2 separate regions of the Capra hircus genome follow, and region 1 is linked to region 2. A link is a contact called in public Hi-C data. All regions are on one chromosome and are shown on one strand. Each heading gives the region's core, a stretch centred on a gene start, on an enhancer-like site or on the middle of the called end of the contact. The rest is flanking DNA. Distances are from core to core; before and after follow the strand shown.

Region 1 (6,511 bases), core at 3,419-5,918, 77 kb after region 2:
ACGCTGGAAATAGCTAAGTGGAAAAATGTCATAACGTAATGCAGATTCACTGACCACGTATTCAGTGTAAACAAAACAGGAGAAATAAGTCCTCGCCATTGGAATTGATACTCGAAGGAAGGATGCAGAAAAAAAAAAACTTAAAGACAATGGCAGAAACTGAACGACGCAACTAACGGTGGTCTCATCAGGGCCGCGGGAGCGGTGTGCTGGACCATCAGGGCCTCCGGCCGGGAGGGGAGCTTTTCTCAAGGCCAGCGGCCGTGGCGTCCCCACTCTGTGCCAGCCCTTCTCCCGGAGGGGTGCCTGTCAGCGAGACGCAGCTCCTGCCCTTGCACTCGCTGTCCGGTTGGCTTGTGTCTGTCTCATCTCCTCCTGTCCTTGCTGCCCAGCCACCTGTCTGCCCCTTGGCGCCCCCAGCCTGCTCTTCCCCACCTGTCCTGTCTGTCCTGACGGGTCCTGTCCCTTTTCCTGCTCTTCACCCCACGCCCTGAATCCGGGAAGGGATTAAAGGAGAAGCAGGCCAGCTGCGCCCACCTGAATAAACACTCGATCGTTCCACGGCCGCCCCAGGTGTTTTTCTTTCACAGGTAGGAGCTGGTTACCTTTGAATCCATCGCCTCTCGGTAGTGCCTTGGGTGATGGAGACACGTTTGTCCAGGGAGCCGTCCTTAGCGCTGAGGATCTGCATGCAGACAGGTGTGCCCTGCAGAGAAGGCTGAGGCTTTCCAGCGAGGCCTTCCGGTCCTGTGAGCTGCGTGCCCAATGCAGGAATCATCACCTCGAATTAACCGCAGCCCTGGCACGTTGCTGGCTTCATTTGCATTAGCCCCGGCCTCATCGGTGCAGTTCACCTTGGTGTCTACTTGTCTAATAGCTTTCTAATCGTTATTGTTGGAATACACTGCAAGAGAGAATGGTGGCAGTTGAGTGGCTGCTCTGGGTGGACAGAACGAAATCCTCTTCAGTTTCTGATTGAAGAGTGTTTCTGAGAAGTTAAACGAAAATCAGGAGCTGACATATATTTCCCCTTTAGCTTAATAAACACACATTCCTGAGTCCAAAAAGGTTTTGATAAAGTGATTTACGTTGTTTGTTCAGAATAAATAAAATCCTATCAGAATTGAAAATCATCGGTTGCTGAAACAGATCAGGGTCTAAACTTGTGATGAAACATCTTCTGAAACAAAGGCCTGTGGAGCGTTCACAGAGCATGCGCATCGACCCAGCAGGCCCTTGTTGAGGCTGTGAGGGGCGATGGGAGGTGCGGAGATGCCCAAAGCGGGCCTCACCCTGGAGGGCCCGGTGTCAGGCTGAGCAGGAAAGGAGCAGGGAGGGGGGGTTGCCCTGTCCCCAGCATCCCAGGGTGCACCCGTGGTGGCCGCAGCTGGCCCCTCCCAGGATGGTGGGCAGGTCCTGCTGGAGCTCAAGAGCTCTGCCAGTGAAGGGTGGGGCCTGGGCTTGGACTTGGTCCCCCTCCCCGGCATGGGCAGCTTCCGCTGTGCCAGGGCCTGGGGCCTGCAGAGGATGTGGGGTCTCTCCCGTGCTCCAGAGTCCCACTTTCCTCTCGTGTCCATGTACGTTTCCTGTTTTGAAGCTGAATTACTGTCCGTTTGGTTATTTGGTTTTAGCCTCAGCTTCCTTCTGGTTCTCACTGAAGCAGATCATTGCTGTAAAGACCATTAGGTTGGTATTGCTTCTTTGACTCCCTCCTGCCTGAGTGTGTGAAGGAGAAGAGAGTCCTCCCCACACTTGAGTGGGAAGAAGGGGCTCAGGGCCACACACACACACCCCCAACCCCCACTAGCTCTGCTATTCCAAGATCTGGAAACTTGCTCTCCTCAAGGCTATTTCCTGCTGTTTTTGTCTTGTGATAATGTTGTATTTTTCGTATTCCATTTGCAGTATCAGTGCCTTTTTTAAGAAAAACTTCCTTTATGTGCTGTGAACGTGGCTTTTTTGTTCACCTTGTCTAGTAGAACAGTGAAAGTGAAAGTCACTCAGTCGTGTCTGACTCTGCGACTTCAGAGACTATACAGTCCGTGGAGTTCTCCAGGCCAGAATGCTGGAGTGGGCAGCCTTTGCCTTCTCCAGGGGATCTTCCCAACCCAGGGATCAGAACCAGGGTCTCCTGCGTTGCAGGCGGGTTCCTTCCCAGCTGAGCCACCAGGGACGCCGGTAAAATAGTAAAAAATAAAGTCACCAATTAAAAAATCCTGGGTTAGCAGCCACTAGCTAATAATGTCTGAGTTTTCCCTTTTATCTTGAAAGTTTATAAACTTGGTCTGTATTTGGTTTAATCTAAGCAGTTCCCTGTATTGAACACTGATGTGCATGGAATGAACCGGAGTCAAGAGAAACAAACCTGGTGGGAGAAAGCCTTGTACTCGCCTCTTTTCCCCGCCTCGGAGTGTGAAGGTAAGGAGACCTGGCAGGACCCTTCACCCGCTCAGATCTCTTAGCTCCTTAAAGAGAAGTCTGTTCCTTTCGCTGTGAATATCGGTCCGGAAGCATTTTGTGTGACAGGCATTGGTCATGGGCAACTGGGGACACAAGAGGTGAGCGTGGGCTGGACACCACTCTTACACCCACCAGCAGCCTAGGGCGGGGTGGGCCGTGGAGACACGTAAGCCCCCAGGGAGGGGGGCAAAGGTGGGAGAGTCGGTGGCCAGTCAGGGTGGGAATCAGAGTTGCCCCCGGGCCCAGCCGAGGCTGGAGAGACCAGCAGGGGATGAGCTGAGTTGGTCAGCAGGCTCATGAGTTCTGCCGCGTTAGGTGGAGTTTGAACAGGAAGGAGAGGGCCGCTTGCAAGAGCTCACGTTGGAGGGTGTCAGGTCGGGTGCGTTTTTTTCCTAAAGCAATTCTAGCAAGAGAATCGGAGTGGGGAAGGACTGGAGGGCACCTGCTGGGCTCCTGGCCTCTTGTCACCGTCTGGTATGACAAGATAAAGGCCCCTGGGGGGAAGGAGAGCAGAGAGCAGCCCCAGGGGGCTGTGTGGCGGAGGCCAGAGTTTGCTGAGTGACTTTCTGTGACTGCGAGCCGTGGGAGGGTGCTTGGGCAGACCAGGGAGAGGGACGTGGGGGCAGACTGGGAAAGGGCTTCTCATCCATGAACCTCCCGGTGGGGGCGCCTCCTCGGAAGCGATAAACAGCCGTGGCCTGCCATTCTCAGGGAGGAGAGAACCGAGGAGGCGGCCGAGCAGTCAGCTCGGGGCTGAGCCTGTGCGGCCTGCCGTGGTCGCCTAGGCCCCGCCAGCTGCAGCGCTGGTCTCGAGGTCTTTCCACTCAGGGCCCTGGGAGGAGGCCGGGCTCCGGTTGGTATTCGCATGTTCGCCTGTGCGTCCCGTCTCCCCTCCCCGCCCGCGGGGCAGTGCCCTCGCAGCCTGGCCTCAGCCGACCGGGGGACCTGGGGTTGTCCGCGTCTTCTCTTTGTCCTGTGGGCACAGAAGTGGCTCCCCACCCCTGCCTCCCCAGGGTCATGAGGGCAGCAGAGTCTTCATTTCCAGCATCTTTTTTATTTAACAGCCTCTACTGAAGGCCGGCTCCTCTGCCATTAGCTAATATTTAGCCACTCTTCCTTATTTCCAAGGTGCTTCAGTCTTTACAGCCCCCACAGAAAGCCTGGTTTTGCCTCAGATGGTGCATCCATCTGAACGGCTCCAGCTGTTCAGCCCAGGCCTGAGTGCTGGCTGTAGCCCTGAGGTCCAAGCGTGCTCTCCAGCGGCCTCCACACGCGGCGCCCGGGAGATACAGGGACAATAGGAGTGCAGACTGGACCCTGACTTGAGTCCAGTGGCTGCCCTGGCTGAGCGAGTCCCAGCTGCAGCCGTGGGGAATGCAGATGAGGAGGGCCAGGGGGCCCCGCACCCAGGACGCGCCTGCCCGGAGCGGGGGTGGGTGAGGGCCTGCACAGGGTGACCCCTAAGCACCCCGGGTGGGCTTCCCTGGGCCACGGGGACGTCTTGGTGGCCTCGGCCTGGTTTCCTGTCACTAGCGAGGCAGCCGCTCCAGCTCTTGGCCTGTGGTTTTCCGTGCCGTGCGTTGTAGGTGCTGCACGCGGCTTGAGGCACACAGAGCTCTTTGTAATTGCGGTGTGGCGTGCAGGAATGTTCAGTGGACAAAGCATGGTAGCCAGGCTTTCAGATGACCTGCCACTCCCAGCTACCCCTGGTGGTGATGTCATGAAGCCCAGTTCTTCCAGCCTGGCGGGGTTGTGGGGGGTGGGGGCGGGCGGGGCACAGTCTGAGGAGAAGCTCAGCCCGGAGAGCAAGTGACCTCTCACCTGCTCAGCAGCCAGGCCTGCCGACTCCCCTCGCTCCTGAAGCTTCTGACGCCGCTCATGCCTCATAAGAAGCCCGTGCAGCTCTGAGTCAGGGCCTGACCAGGCAGCCCCAGCCTCCCTGTGGGGGAGGAGGAGTGTCCCTTTTTCCGAGCGAGTCGGGAGACGGAGACCCCGGAGGGCAGCAGCACGACCCTGGAGGGCAGTGAGGGAACCCCTCCCTTGCCCTGCTGTGCGTCCACACACACGCTCCTTTGGTAAAGCCTTCTTGCACACTCATCTCATGCCAGCCGCTGTTCTGGGCGCTGGAAATGCAGGGACCCCAGGGAATCAGGACCCAAGCCGGGACTAGCTGCAGGCGCAGTCCACACAGGGGCCGGGGCAGGTGGCGTGTGACAGCCGAGACCATTTGTGGACAGAGGTGCCCACCGGGGCGCCCGCCGCGGGGAGCAGGAGCACACTTGCTATGCACAGGGCGCCTGCCAGCGGGAGCAGAAGCGCACTTGCTGTGCCCAGGGCCCTGGCCACGAGGGCCAAGCGGACTGTGTGCCTCCCCTGGGCTGTCCCGAGCTTCCGCCTGCAGGGCTCACACACTCAGTTCGAAAAGTGTGCGTGTTCTTTTGGTCTTAGAGAGAGGGCCCTGCAGGGACTCAGTGCAGGTGACGGTTAAGGGTTCAGCAGACAGAGCAGGGCTGGAACCCACTGCTTCCCTTCTCCAGCTGCTAGACCTCAGGTGACGACAAGCCTTTCTGTGCTCCACAGTCTGTATTTGTAAAAAGAGGCTGAAAGAGATGGCTCTTAGAGAATAGTTGTAAAGACTGAAATGCCCAGAACTGGCCTGGCCTGTGGTCACCAGGGCCATGGATACCATGAAGAACCCTGACAACAGTCAGCATTGCCCTTTCCTGATGCCTGGGGCATCCACTGACCCCTTGTGTCCGCATAGAACCCTAAAGCAGGAAGAGAACGGGACGGCGATGGGTTGGGGGGGACCCACTCCACCTCCTGGCGCGTTCCAGCCAAGGACATAGTCACCTTCCCACCTCATCCAAGGGGCAGCCGAGTGCCGTGGGGCATCGGGATGGTAGAGCTTGGCAGGCGAGCTGAGAAAAGCTGATGGCCTGGGCTGGGTGCTGGGTTCCTGCCTCAGTGGAGCGTCTTAACCAGCTGTCCCAAGGCAGGTGGGCCCAAAGCCAGGCTTTGGGTAGCAGCACTCGAGAAGACGTTTACCGTGTGTACCAGCCTTGCACTTGAGGCCGCGCACCTGTCTTAACTTGCATAGAAATTTCTCTAGAGATGAGAGCACTGGGGCTCTTTCAGTAATTAGCCCCTAGTTATAGCACAGTTAAGTAGAATCTCCCCGAGTCAGCTGACAGCCTGTCTCATCACAGAGCCTGGGGTTTCTCATGAATGTGCACCAGGGAGGTTGAGGGCCCCAGGCTGGTTGAGGGCCCCAGGCTGTCAGAACTGAAGGTTGCGGAGAGTGCAGCCTTTCCTGGGGAGGCCAAACAGGGTGCACAGGCCCTACCCCGGGGGTGGTGGGAGGGCGCAGTCCTCGAGCTGGCCCTGCCGCCATGGGCCCTGCGGGTCCCCGTCTCATCGGGTATGTCTCATCTCGCGCCGCGCAGTGACTGCCAGCCGGCTGGCAGGATGCTGACTCACAGGAGGTCAGGTCTCCTCCTCTGCACCCTTCCCACACAGCGAAGGTGCCTGGGGGCTGATCTGAGTTAAGGTGGGCCTCAGCCCTGGCCATGCATCAGGATCACCGGGGAGCCCTGCCGGAAACAGCTGAAACCAGAGCCTGCCCCAGACCAAGTGTGAAGTCTCAGGCGGGGCCTGGGGCTTCCAGGCTGGTCTTAAGGCTCCCCAGGTGATCTGCACGGGAACGCAGGGTTGAGAACCATGGGACCAGGTGACTGGCACTTGATGCCTTCGAGTCCCAGCGTGCAGTCCGAAGCCCCCCAGTCAGCCTGCGAGCCCCCTCCTCCTGCCCCTCCCTGTCAGATGGCTTAGGCTGTGCTGAGCTGAGGAAAGACAGACAGGATGTTGCCTGCTCTGTGTTCTCCCGTCACCCCTCGTCTCGTCTGAGATGCGTTTGTCCCCTTGTCCAGCAGCGTGTTCATGGCGCGTCATCCATCTCCCTCCACACCACGTCCACCCCCGGGGCCTTGCGGGCCTTTTTAATCCTGTGTTACCAGGGCCTGTCACTTGAGAGGTGTGAGTATGGTGTTGA
Region 2 (6,963 bases), core at 281-2,780:
CCTAGTCAGGAACAGTAAAAGTGAGAGTTGCTCAGCCGTGTCTGACTCTTTGCGACCCCATGGATTATACAGTCCATGGAACTCTCCAGGCCAGAATACTGGAGTGGGTAGCCTTTCCCTTCTCCAGAGGATCCTTCCCAACCCAGGGATCGAACCCAGCTCTCCCACATTGCTGGTGGATTGGTTACCAGCTGAGCCACCAAGAAAGCCCAAGAACCTGGAGTGGGTAACCCATCCCTTCTTCAGCGGATCTTCCCAATCCAGGAAACGCAACCAGGGTCTCCTGCATTGCAGGCAGACTCTTTACCAACTGAGCTATCAGGGAAGCCAGAGGTTGAGGTGGAATCCTTTACTTTCTCAGAGCCTCAGGTGGAGGGATGATCATGCCTTGATCCAGCATTCTTCTCAAGAGCACACACAGGTGTACAGAGAAGGACTGGGCAGAGACTGTGCAGGTATCAATAGCTCATGGTCGTTTCTCCAGCACCTGCAGCTCATAGTGTCCAGTTTTCCCCATCTCAGCCCGCAGGTCAGCTTCTCCCCCACCAGGAACTGCTTCGGGAAACTGCCTTTGCAAGTTCTGAACAACAAAGCTCAGAGCCCGGCACCCAGTAGGCGCTCAACAAATCCAACATGGCACCATAACGTCTAGGCAGGTCACCCTCCCTCCGAAGTTAAGCAGGTAACCTCTCGGGCTCCTTCCTGTCTGGTGCCTTTTTTCAGGACAGGTCTAGGAATCACATTTAGGAAAAGTAGGTGGGTGTGAAGAGACTCTGCTTCAAAGGTTAGTGCCTATTTTTGGTTCCCACTTCCGAATCTTCCAGAATTTATTTTTGCCTCCTTAATAAAAAGAGCCCTGTCGCATTTCCTTAGCTTGTCTTCTGGATTTTTTTCTTTTTTTTAAACCGGTATTTTAAACCGCCCACTGCAGCCATCCCAGGACGCGGCGAGGAGGTGGGGAAGAGCGGGCGGTGCACAGACAGGTGGAGCGTGTGCCCGCGAAGGCGGGGACCCGGGCGGCGGCGGCCCGGGGGCGGGGAGGGGCGGTGACGGAGTTCAGGAGCCCCACGCGCCCCTGCACCCGGGGGCGGGGGAGGGGGTGTGCATCTCCGCTCCGACGCCCCGTACACTGGGGATGGTGGTGGTGGGGCTCCCGCCTGCAGCCCTCCAACGCCCTCCCCGCCTGCGACCCCAGCACCCACCCGCGGCTGCATCGCTCCCACCAAGAGCAGGCTTCCCCGGCGTGCGCGCGCGCGCCCCCGGAGGCGCCCCGGAGTCGGCCGGAGGGGCGGGGCCAGGGCGGGGCGGCGGCGCTGATGTAATCCCGGCGCCTGGGCGGAAGGATATGGAGCGCGGCCGGCTGGCGGGGCGCTGAGGCCGGTTGCCGGGTAACGGAGCGGAGCGGCCGCGGTGCACCGCCCCCCGCCCTCCGCCGAGTGGCGCCGCTGCCGCCGCCGCTGCCGCCGCCGCCCGCCGCCGCCGCCGCCGCTGCTTTACGTCAGGCGCCCGCCCCGGCCCGCCCGGCGCTCGGCAGCCGCTCGGAGCCCGCGGAGCGAGGAGGCGCCCCCGCCGCGGCCGCCGCGCCGCCCGGCCGCTCGCTCGGCAGGTACCGCGGGCTGGGCCGGGGCTGGGCCGGGGTTGGGCCGGGGCGGGCGGGGCCAGGCCCCCAGCGTGCGGTGCGCTCCGGGCGCGGGACCCCGGCGCCTGGGGGGGCGCGGGCGGCGGCGGCGCGCGGGCCGGACGATGAGTGCGCACAATGGGCCGCGCTGGGAGCGGCTCTCCGGGGAGGCGAGGCGGGGCGCGCGGGGCCCCGAGGGCCGGGCCGGGCCGCCGGGGTGGGCGCTCGCGGCGGCGCTGGCCCCCTCCCGTCCTGCATTGTCCTTTAGGGGCTCCCCGCCGACCCCGGGGAAGGGAAGCGGCCGGCGGGGGCGGGCGCGCGGGCCTGTGGCTCTCTGCGCGTGCGGGGCGGGCCCTGCGGCGCCAGGTCCGGCGAAGGTTATACGGCCGCGCGCGCGCGCGCTCCGGAGGGCCGGAGCCGGCCTCCAGCGCTGGCCGCCAGCGCGAGCGTACCCCCCGGCGCCACCGAGGAGCGGGGTGGTCGCCGGGGAGAGATGCCTGCGCCCCGGGAACCCCGGCGCCCCGAGCAGCGGGATGGTCACCGGAGAGATAGATGCCTGAGCCTCGGGACGGAGCGGGGCGGCGCGCGCTTGTACTCGGGCCTGCCCCGGCTCCAGGGGCAGACCACCAAAATCGTGGCAGAACCCGGGTTTTCGATTTCTCTACTTGGCCGCCTTTCAGTTTTTGTCCTCTAGAGACAAGCTCAGGAAAGCCAACCTAGCAAAAAAAACAAAAAACAAAACACCAAACTGTAGGAGATTTAGCGGGTTGGGGGGACAGAACTAAATATGGTTTCTGCTCATCACTTGCGAGTGGATGCTTGGATGTCTAGCCCGTGCGCGTGTGCTGTGCTCAGCCGTGTGTCCGACTCTTTGCGATCCCCCCCGTGGACTGTAGCCCTCCAGGCTCCTCTGTCCATGGGGATTTTGCAGGCGAGAATGCTGGGGTGTCGTTGACATGCCCTCCTCCAGGAGATCTTCCCGACCCAGGGATCGAACCCGGGTCTCCCGCATTGCAGGGCGATTTTTTACCGACTGAGCCACCAGCGAATCCCCCTGGATGTCTAGGATACTTGGATATTTGATACTCCGTCCAGGTTCCTAAGAGGGAGCTCTACGTGTCTGAGTCTTTGCTTGTTAAAAAAAAAAAACAAAACAGTGGTAGAAGATCGGTGAAGAGTTAGTTGGGTGCAAGCAGTTTTGATAATAGGTAATGTCCTGGGTAAAACTAACTATACAGTCAAATCCTAGAGCTAGCTAGGTGCCAGAGCACCTTGACCAGTTAATAAACCTGAATCCGACATGGGGAGTTCTCCCACTTTGCAGCCTGAAGGTCACATATTCTTCCATCGGTTATTTTGGGTTGATCCATTCATAAGTGGTTTTTAGGTTCTTGATGACATTTCTTTGTGACAGAAATGATTCCTGAAATTGTGTTTTTACATACCTATATGTGTGCGTAGGTATACACTATTGGGGTTTCCCTCGTGGCTCAGTGGTAAAGAATCTGCCTGCAATGCAGGAGATCAGGTTTGATCCCTGGATTGGGAAGATCCCCTGGAGAAGGTAATGGCTACTCACTCCAGTATTCTTGCTTGGAGAATCCCATGGACAAGAGGAGCATGGCGGGCTACAGTCCTTGAGGTCCCCAAGAGTTGGACCCGATTGAACGACTAACATTTATACTTACATGTAAGCTTCTTGCAATGAATACTTATTGTGTTCTATATTCAGTTACTGTACTTGCTAAATAATTAATTTTTAGTAATTCAAAAAATATTTACTGTTTCAGTTTGGGCACATGTAAGTTTTTACATAAGCCTGTGTCATCTAGTTTGGCCACTGAAACATTGAAGGAAGTAGAGAATATTACTCTTAAATATTTAACATTGCAGAAGATGGAAGTAGAGGTACAGGTGCCTTGTTTTTCAGGAAAAGTACAGGTCTTTCCTGTGAGGCTAACACAAGGCAAATCTGTAACTATTTTAAGGATAATTAGCTTATTTGCTACACAAGTTGCAACCATTTAAGAAAAGTAAATGGAATTTTAGCAACTCTTTTAAAGATGTCAAAGATCACTCTGTGCTTTATTTTGCAGTAACAGTTTTGAAAGCAGTAAGATTGTTTTTATTTTGCTTTGTGTGGAGCGTTGCGGAGCCTAGGTTCTCCCTGTTGTAGCAGCATTTGACTTGGAGCAGTTAATGGCCCTCTGAGCCAGTTTTCTCATCTGTAAAATGGGGAGAGTAATGATACCTGTTTCACAGGATGGTTGGAATGATTAGGTGAGGGGAGATGTGAAGTCGTTCTGTCAAGATTCAGTCCTGTTTAAAATATTAGCTAGTGCTAATGTGTCAAAGCTTCCCATTCCTCTCCTGGCTTACAGCTTTCTTAGGCTCCTCCCCGACCCTTCCTACCTGCACTTTGCCCGGCTGTCAGGCCATCTTTCCTAAACACAGATTGGATCTTGTCAGTCTCTGGCTCAGAAAGCTGCTAAGCCTGCCTGTTGTGTGGAGACCGGAATCCAGAGCCGGCAGCATCGCGTTTAAGGCCCCCTGCAGTCTGGCCCCAGCCGCTCTGAACCTCACCTGTCGTCCTGGTTCCCTTCTCACACTGCCCCGAGAGAGGGCTCTCAGTTCTCGGATCAGCCTAGCTGCTTCATCCCTTTTGTAATCTTTTTCTCCAGTTGGAATGCCCTGTCTCACTTCCACCCACTCCACTTTTTTAAAAGTCCACATCTGATTTTAGGTCCTCTCTGGAGCCCTTTGGAAACCCTATCAAAGTGAATTATTCATTTCTGCAGTCACAGTCCTCTATTTTTACTTTCATTATTGCCTGTATCACGCGTTGTGCTTGTTAAACTCTGGCTGTGGTGACCATGTCATTGTTTTATCCCCAACATGAAAATGTCTAAATGTTTGCTGAATGAAGCCAAAGTCTGTAATCCACCTTATGAAGAATATTATTATTATAAAGTATTTTAATAACAAATATCAGTACCAACCACAGCACTGGGAATCTGGGAATGAGGTTTTAGGATGTTGAAGATACTGAGCATATTTCTTTTCAATTATTTTTGATCTCTCATAAAACACCAAGTGGTATTTTTATACAAAAATAACAAACAACCACCTCTGCCCTGTGTGTGGAAAGTTTCAGGGTTCACATTCACATTCACATTCACAGTCAGCAGTCAGCACTGCTGACTGAAGTCAGTCTCTTGGGAGAGGGGATTGGAACACACGTTTTAAAACATTCCTTACCTTTGAAATATAGTTACATTCCCAGTGGATTACCAGCTTTTTGTTTAAAACGTTTTTGGTGGGTTTATTTTTTGGAGATTTTTATACTCATAAAAAGTAAACTGCTTTTGAGGATGCCTGTGTAGAGTCCGTCAGGTCCGGATTTGGAAGACTCAGGTTTGTGTCTCAGCTCATCCCTCACCCCTGGGTCACCGTCGGCAAGTTAGCTAAATCTCTCTTGAACTTCTGTTTCTTTATTTTGTGAGAAGTCTGTGCTATTTTTGCTTTGCGGTGTCACTTAAAGTGGCTGCTCTTTGTGTACTGTGTGGCCTCGTTCAGATAAAAGGTAAGAAGGATTGCATAACTTCTCAGAACGTCCGTCCTCCTCGTCCCCCGGGCTGGAAACTTTCTTGAGTCTGCTTTTTCTCGACGAGATTTTTACCAAGTCTGCCTCTGTGTGTCTTTTCCATCAGCCTCTTTTTGTTTGTTTCCTCCCCCCAGCAGTCCCTCCGTCCCTGCCCTCCCTGGCTCTTGTCTGTCCTTGCGGAGGTTGTTCCTGTAGGTAGGCCTGCTGACCGGCCTCCCTTTCCTGAGTCCTCCTGTGTTCTGTTAGCAGAATTATTCAATGTGTAAAATCAGGCCATAGCACACCTGCCCGCCCCCCCTCCCCCCCGCCCCAGGTGTATAGCAGAGGTCTCAACATCTCCCTCCACTCCATCACACCTGAGGGGTATGACCTAGTTCTGTTGGTAGGCTTACTCCCACAAAGATTTTCACCTCGGAGGCGTCACCACCTGGCCAGCTGAGAATTCGTGTTAAAGGGTTAGGAAGTCATTGAGACCTGTGCCATCTGCATCACTGTAACTTGCAGCTTCATCTCTCACCACCTGGTGTTTCGACACTTAGACCTCTGGCCACTTCCATGGTTATTTGGAATGGCTTTTACTTTACTCTGGAATGGTTTTTTTGCCTTTTTTTTTCTTCTTAGCAGAATCCTTAATACCGAAGGCTTGACTTCAGTGCCGCTGCGTCTATGGAAGAAGCCTCCTCTGACTTTCAGAATCAACTCCTCAGTATCTGCCCACACGGTGCTTGAGGCTGCCCCCACTCAGCTGCTTTTTCTTTCTGACTTTAGTTTATTCGTTCCGTGGATCATAAACTCCTTAAGGGGAGAGAGGAGGTTCTTGGCCTCCCTCTAGTGTGTCATATGGTGTCTCACGCACTTCTTACCGGTGTACCTGCTGGGCTGAGTGAACCCGAGCAGTCTCCGTTCTCCGAACGAGGCAGAAGGGGAGTAGGGTTGGGATGGCTGTGTGTGCGAGCTTCATGAATCCACGGGACACTCAGAGCAGGGCCCAGCGCGCAGTCAGTGCTCGGGGAGTGGCAACCTCCACCTGTTAATTGCGGCAGGTGTAGAGACCACTAGTGGTTGGGTAGGTATGTCGATTGAGTGTATACGTTGGTTACTGTAATAGTGTTCCCAGATTTATTTCTGGCTCCTGTGTAAAGGAAAAATAATCATCTGGTCTCCCCACCTTCACTCTTCCATTGGTTTTGGGAATAAGCAAAAAAGTGAGTGTTGGGTTGGAGGGAGCTTTTGCACAGAATTACTCTGAAGACCGAGTAAGTCTTTCTGTAAGTGAGCTTAAGAAAGTGGAAAAGGGATTGCCGTGTTTTCTCCTCTGTTGTTTTTTAGTAGAGCACGTGTTTTTGTTGTAATCTGGCAGTAGAATCTTACATCTACGTTTCTGCTTTCCTTTCTGGCTGCTCGGGGTCTGGTTGCAGCGCGTGGGGGCCGCTCCGGTCGCAGTGCCCAGGCGCATCACCGCGGGGGCTCCTCCGGCTGCGGAGCGTGGGCTTGAGGACTGCGGCTTCGGCCTGTGGAGCGCCCGGGTTTATCTGCCCCTCAGCGTGCGGACTCTTCGCAGACCAGGGGTTGAACCCACGGCCCCTGCGCTGACGGGCAGCTTCTTAACCACTGAGCCAGAGGGCCACCCTCATGCAGTATCTGTCATCACAGCTGTTTGTGACATCATCTCCGAAGCTCCTTCCTGTCCCCTGGCCTTCTCCGTAGCTCTCTGTCTCTTCCCGTGTCTGCTCAGCAGTCT

Evidence for each region. A called contact is a pair of places that touch in the nucleus more often than the background predicts.
Region 1: a contact with region 2 is called in a Hi-C map of blood, with 2.0 times the contacts expected there. The contact joins the enhancer-like site here to the promoter of KIAA0232 in region 2. A contact is called at or near these places in 2 of 5 Hi-C or Micro-C datasets (both in blood).

The regions. Positions count from the first base shown.
Region 1 is chr6:113,533,158-113,539,668 of ARS1.2, forward strand. KIAA0232 reads left to right here. Exons shown (of 8, transcript XM_018049764.1): 7 at 2,310-2,418. Among named protein-coding and RNA genes, the nearest start is that of TBC1D14, 27 kb to the right of the region's middle. Within about 2 kb of position 4,669, at least 2 of the 5 cell types and tissues checked have an H3K27ac peak or open chromatin away from gene starts, as enhancers often do.
Region 2 is chr6:113,459,410-113,466,372 of ARS1.2, forward strand. It overlaps KIAA0232, which reads left to right and starts at 1,531. Exons shown (of 8, transcript XM_018049764.1): 1 at 1,531-1,606.